Linked DNA regions of Zea mays: region 1 is linked to region 2. The links are chromatin contacts, called in public Hi-C maps. All regions are on one chromosome and are shown on one strand. Each heading gives the region's core, a stretch centred on a gene start, on an enhancer-like site or on the middle of the called end of the contact. The rest is flanking DNA. Distances are from core to core; before and after follow the strand shown.

What was found. Hi-C and Micro-C count contacts between places; a contact is called where the count stands out from the background.
Region 1: a contact with region 2 is called in a Hi-C map of ear, with 6 times the contacts expected there. The contact joins the promoter of LOC100285759 here to the promoter of LOC100272441 in region 2. A contact is called at or near these places in 14 of 25 Hi-C or Micro-C datasets (bundle sheath, ear, endosperm and 6 more).

The regions. Positions count from the first base shown.
Region 1 is chr4:168,714,590-168,717,553 of Zm-B73-REFERENCE-NAM-5.0, forward strand. It overlaps LOC100285759 (60S ribosomal protein L31), which reads right to left and starts at 1,547. Exons shown (of 2, transcript NM_001158649.2): 1 at 1,325-1,547; 2 at 1-482. The coding sequence starts at 1,428. The coding sequence ends at 203.
Region 2 is chr4:168,466,370-168,469,736 of Zm-B73-REFERENCE-NAM-5.0, forward strand. LOC100272441 (Rubisco methyltransferase family protein) reads right to left here and starts at 1,641. Exons shown (of 13, transcript NM_001146915.1): 1 at 1,241-1,641; 2 at 972-1,135; 3 at 786-869; 4 at 629-686; 5 at 265-318. The coding sequence starts at 1,621.

The sequences.
Region 1 (2,964 bases), core at 297-2,796, 250 kb after region 2:
AGCATAATAAATACAGATGCTCGGAATGTGTAAAGATAACACAGACTTGGCATGGCATATAGTCAAAATTTCAAAACTTGAAAGGAGCAACGTCTCGAAACTTCTATCACACGTCATCCGGCATAGATAACAAGCTGAAGCAGCATTATCAAACTTGCTCTCATGGTATGCATTTAAGTGCTAGATGATTGAACCCTTCGACTTAATCCTCATCCTCAACAACCTTAGTTCCCAAACCTTTGAGACCCTCCGGAGGGATCTCAGCTACTGTGACCAGAGAGTACTGCCCCTCCTTGGCGTCTTCCTCGTCGTTCCTCTTGCGGGCAATCCTGACACGGACTCGCCTCGGCACACTCCGGATACCGCTGCTCCAGACGTGCTTGTTGAGCTTCACATCGATCCGGACATCGGTGGTACCCATGGTCTTCTGGGCGAACTTCCTGATCTCCTTGATGGCATTCGGTGCCTTCTTCTTGAAGGTGCTGCATACAATTGTAGATTAATTAGTGTTGACTAAACTGACAAGATCAACTGAAGCATGGTTAGTGCTGTATACAATATAATTTTGCGTGTTCAAAAGAGATTTAACAGAATGGAACATCATGATATTGTACTTCTGCAATGTGCATGTAGCACTCAAATGGAACACATGACAGCATGTCGAGGCAACATGTGTAACGATGAGCGACATCTGTGTACCGGTCATGTAACTGTATCAACCACGAGATTGTATAAGACAGATACCTGACTATAACCGGACAATACAAAAGATATTACTGTATCAGAGAAACACCTTCAAAAAAATACGATGCAACTACAAATACAATGTGTATTATGGGAGGAAAATATACTGCCCAAATGGAACACATAGTAGCATTATGAGGCAATACGTGTAACGATGAGCAGATTGTATATACCGGGCATGTAACTGTGTTCAGCCAATGAAATAAGGCAGGCACCTGACTATACCCGAGTAGCACCTAATCGAACGGCGCCCACAGAACAAAATGCAACTACTGCCACCACTCACAAAGGCAAACAACAAGACAAACGCGAGATGAATGTGGGATCAGATACAAGAGCAAGATCAACTACACGCTATTCCCGCTCGGTCAGGTGATCCCGACTGTAGTCTAGCTGGTAAAAGATAATGCATCCGATCAGGTGTATCGACCATTCGCAAGCCCACATAGTGCTCACAGGCCGCAACCCTCCGCACCAGCATCTGATGTGTAAGCCCGACGCGGCTATAGAACAACACTATGCTCCCCAACACGTGGATCTAATAAGCTTGGGAAATGGAAGAGAAAGTTGGTGGTAGTACCATCCGTGGAGGCGCTTGTGGAGGTTGATGGTGTACTCGCGGGTCACCACCTCATCCTTGCGGGTGCCGGTGCCGGCGCCGGCGCCGCGCCTCCTCTCGGACATCTCCGCTCCGCCGCCGGCAGAGCACCCTCCTTTCTTCTTCGCTCGGGCTAGAGGGAGGTTGCGGAGTCGAGATAAACCCTGATCGCCAGAGTCGCCATTTTATAGCGGCGCGAGTTAGGGCTACCTAATGTTCCGGGCCACCCCGCGCACATACATGGCCAGCCCATGTGTAATAATTAGGCCCATCTAGGTAGGCCCTCTACTCCTATTTTTAGTCATTTATTTATCCGAATCGCCTCTCCTAGTCTCCTAGAGAGACTCCTAGTCCCAACAATTATGTTGACTACTTGATTCTCAAAAAAAAAGTTATGGTGACTACTTGACTTGCGTGCTATTATCAGTAAAGGGTAGGCTGTCCCAGTCCCAGTTGAGACGTTGGCTTCAGCTGCTTGTTGGTGGTGATTCAGTTTGGCTTTGATTTGACAGGGCAGTTCAGTTCCACATATAGCTGCCATCTTGCCATCAACCGAGCAAGAGCGGCACAACAACTAACACGAACACGACCAGAATTTTGTAAACTACGATCATCTGCAACGAGGAACTATGCAAACTGACTAACCGAACCGCAACTCCGCCGAAGCCAAAACAGTCAGAGAGCGCAGCGTGGTGTGATCCTTGCAGGGACTGATAACATTCGACAGACAAAACGACTACTGAATAATATATCGGCTTCAAGTATCAAGTTTTCAGAATCAGAAAATAAAAGGTGATTGATAAGCTCATGATCACATCGGCGGATACCAGAGAGCATCAGGCAATACCCTGATTACATCTGCAGACACCAGGAAGCGGGGAGCCTCCCTCCGCCCAAGCCAAAGGCAGCATTGACAAATATGAACTAACGGCGGGCGACAGATATTCGAGAAGGTAGTACAATTTACAACCACAGAAATTACTTTATTTTACAGCTGTTTATCGCACAAAACCAGTTCACAAATGTTAATAACAATGTCAAATCATGTCAGTGCGAAAACAAACCGCAGTCCATGTGATAATGAAGCAGCGTTCTGAATTTCGGACCACGCCCTCGTGAAAATTTGTAGCCACGGTCAAATATGCCTACTAAGAGAAATTCTGAACAAGCATAGACCACACAGATTTCATAGTCTGAAAGATGTTGCGGCCATGAAGTTCAGAGGGAACAAACAAGTGAGAACCACCAGTTGACTACAGTGGTAAGAAGCCAGCACGTTTTGTTTCACAACTTCCTACCAAATGAATAACATTAGCCTAAACCATTCCAGACTTCTGAACTAGCAGTTGCCCACAACCACATTGTTACTTCGTACTCCATACTTCCTTTCCAAAATATAAGACGCTTTGGCTTCTGAACCCAGCCTGATCGGCTGCACATTTTGTGCTGCAGGTGCAGGTGCAGCTGCTGCTGCATGCACAGTTCAGATTCTATGCAGCAGATTTCAACGGTTCAAATTTTAAGCAGCATGCAGCAACAGATATAGCTGAAAAGCACAGGAAGTGCAGCATTATGTATTTAGACATAGTATATACCTAAGTGCACAGCAAAGAAACCTTATG
Region 2 (3,367 bases), core at 391-2,890:
AATGCACATCCTTGGTTAGCATTGGTTTGGAGCCTCCCAGACAACCTGCCGCCCAGGCAGCGATCCTGGCCCCAGGTAATCCAAATCGGACGCCTGGAGTTGCAGTTCCTGCCAGCCAATGTTGCCTGGAGGCCAACCAAACCGTGCAATAATGGCAGCAATAGTAACCAGTAAGCAAAAGAATTCATACTAATCATGCAAAGGGATATTAGAGATCTACAAGTAAAACAAGCTTTACATCATATTTACTAAATCCAGTCTTACCAGGCGTGAGAACAGAATCCCAAAGGACCATAGAAATGTCTCTATGTTATACACCTAAAATAAGAAAAATGAGTGATCATGTTAAAATACAAATGAATTAGTAGTAAATTATCATAATCGACATTCATAGTGTAATCAAATTAAAATATGCAGTTACAAACATGTGACTCAATCCACACAACATTATATTGATACTCAACTAAAAAACTAATATAATCTTCATCTTCAGATATAATTAATATAACCTCAAGATTAGAAATTTTTTGAATATATGCTCTTTGCAAAGGATTGAAGCTGGATAAGTATTGTTGTACTCATATGTGTACACAAAGAGTACAGCAGTACCAATGTTGACAAAACACACCTCTTCAGGGAACAAATCTGGATGCCTGGAAAATATACGGTCTCGAAGGTCGTTGTATCTACCAAAATGAACAGAGCACAATCCCAATGTGAGTTTCGACTGTTAGGGGTTAATTTGCTAAACAAACATCAGTAGATGTATTGGTAGACAATCTTACGTCCCAATCACATCAGTTATCCTCTGAATTGCACGTTTCCTGATTGGTGAGGCCACTAAGTATGCATCTAGCTCTGCACGAGTCCTGCAATAACACATGAAGGCTGTACAACACTGAGAATGCTATCCCATGACCATGCCACCCCTCTCAATATAGCAATACGCCTACTACAATCCCCGGCCATACCAGTATAAAAGCGAGTAAGGCTGCCTCGGCAACGCTGCTATGTAGCTGATCCACCTCGACGAGCCCTCTAAACTGGCTTCACTTATGAGGTAAGTAGCGATAAGCGGCCAGTCCGGCACGGAGTTCCTTTTCATCACATCTCCCACCTCAGGGCGACCCCACTCCTAATAATATATATACAAAGCACAGTAGAGTGCCAATTGTAAAATCATTTCTTAGCAAAAGATAAACAGCATCTCTGCCGTTAGTGAGAGCCTAGGACTTATTACTGAATCGGCGGTGATGACGAGGGAAGGGGGCACGAAGAGCAGCTTCTCCCCCTTGCGTATGTTCTTGAGGGCGACGAGGCCGCGCTCGCCGATGTCCACGCGTTGGATGGCCAAGCGTTGCTCCGGTAGGCCCGAGTCTATGAGCCACCGCTCCAACGATGCCGCGCTCTCCAGGGACTCGATCTCGCAGCCCCACGGGACGCCCGCGGCGATCTCCCGCTGGGCCGGCGCGGATGCGGACGCCGCTGAGGCCCGGACAGGAGCGCAGCCGCGAGTGCGGGAGGAGGAGGAATACGAGTGTGGAAGCGGACGGAGATGGCGGGGAGCGCGCAGCGGTGGCCGGAACTGCGAGTGGAGCGCGGTGGTGGAGGAGGTAGCCATGGCGAAACTGACGTGGTCAGTGTGTACTGTGTAGGCACCGGCGCGGGGGCTTATCCGCTAGTCCCCGTGGCGGGCTTGGCATCTTTATTCGTGGATTTTCCATGCTGGGCCTATAGATTAGTGGGCTAGCGTCCTTTTATTTGGTGATGGTGTGTTGGTTATGGGCCAAGATGCGGTGTTCCTGGAAAAAGACATAGCCCCTTTGTCATGTGTCCTTACTTTATTATCTACTGTATTTTATAATCAGATGTCATTGCTAAGATGGTTAATAGTTTTTTGTTGATAAATAAAAATTAGTTAATTAAAAAATAGCTTCTGTCTATTATATCACTTATATTTGAGTATAAATTTTGAATGTTTAAATGCATAGCATAGTACTAGATGGAGTGGGGACTGTTTCTAGTGATTTTCTTTTAGGGTCAGACGGGTCAGACAAAAAGTTCGTTGAGCTAGCTCCGTGGCTCACTAAAAAAATCTCTAATTAATTTAATGTTTTTTTAAATAAAAGTAAGTTGATTGACTTTTGACTACGGGAATCGGCAAAGCCTTCGTCTATTTTGGACGGTCCTTCCGTCATGTAGTATTCGCTTGGTTGGAGTAGACTTCGCTTTTTATCCGTCATGATTTATCTTGTTCTCATTATAAATGAGTCGAGCGAGGGGGCAGTCAGCCTTCGCCCCAATAATATTGTCGAAATGGATTGCTTGTATAATACAATATTGGGAAGAGGATATATAATGCAATATTGATATTACCACTATCCTTCATATATATATCAACAATACGAGAATAGAAGACATTAATGGTCCTATACAACTGCTTGAATATCTGTCTCTTTCAACTGCTTGTTGATTTCCACGAAGTTCAATAGTTTTTCACCAAGTGAACTAAAATAGTTGTTATGTGCCCTTTTTTGTGGCTAACTCTAATGGTCCTATACATTGCATATTTGCACTGTATATAATTCTCTCTTTCTATATGGAATAAATATTCTGGAACAACGTACTGGCTCCACCGCCGGCTGTAAAGCTATACCTTCTCTTCTCAGCATAGCGCGCGGTTCTTCTTCTTCACCGTGAAGTTGAAGCTAGCCATACCTCCAACCACATGGCCAACCTCCACGTCGCTAGACTCTGCAATTATAAATCCGACGTGACCGGCTGTCCGGGCAGTCCTGATCCAAGCGAGGGTCAGCGTCGAAGATGTCACCCGTGTTCATATATATAATAACATACTCCTACGCGCGTTCAGAAGAATGAGTGGACGCAGATCACTGAGCGAGCAAACCGATCCTGCAGCCTGCTGGGTGCCTGTGCCCCGGTGGCAAGGGCACCGCGCGGAGCCGGTGCTGCCATCGTGGGTGCATGCATGTACACGACTCCGCCGCGGTTTGTGCCGTGCCCAGCCCCAGGGCCTCTAGTCCTCTCCTCAGTCCTCACTCGCCACTCCTCAGAGACTCGTATAGTCGTATCGCTGTGAGCAGCAGGCAGGCAGGCAGAGGCAGCGCCGCCGATGTGCCCTGCGCCGCGGGACGCTGCTGGCGGCGGCAGCAGCGAGTGTGTACGTGCGCGAACCGGCGCTGTGCGTGGGTGGTTGGCAGTTGGCTTTCGAAACGAGACAGGCGCCAGGCAAGAGTATCGCGGCCTGCGCGGCTGCACTGCACCTGCGGGCGTGTGAGGACGAAACGCACTAGCAGAGCCTGGGCCCTGGGCGGGCGCCGCCGCGCCGATCGGTGGCGCCGGCCAT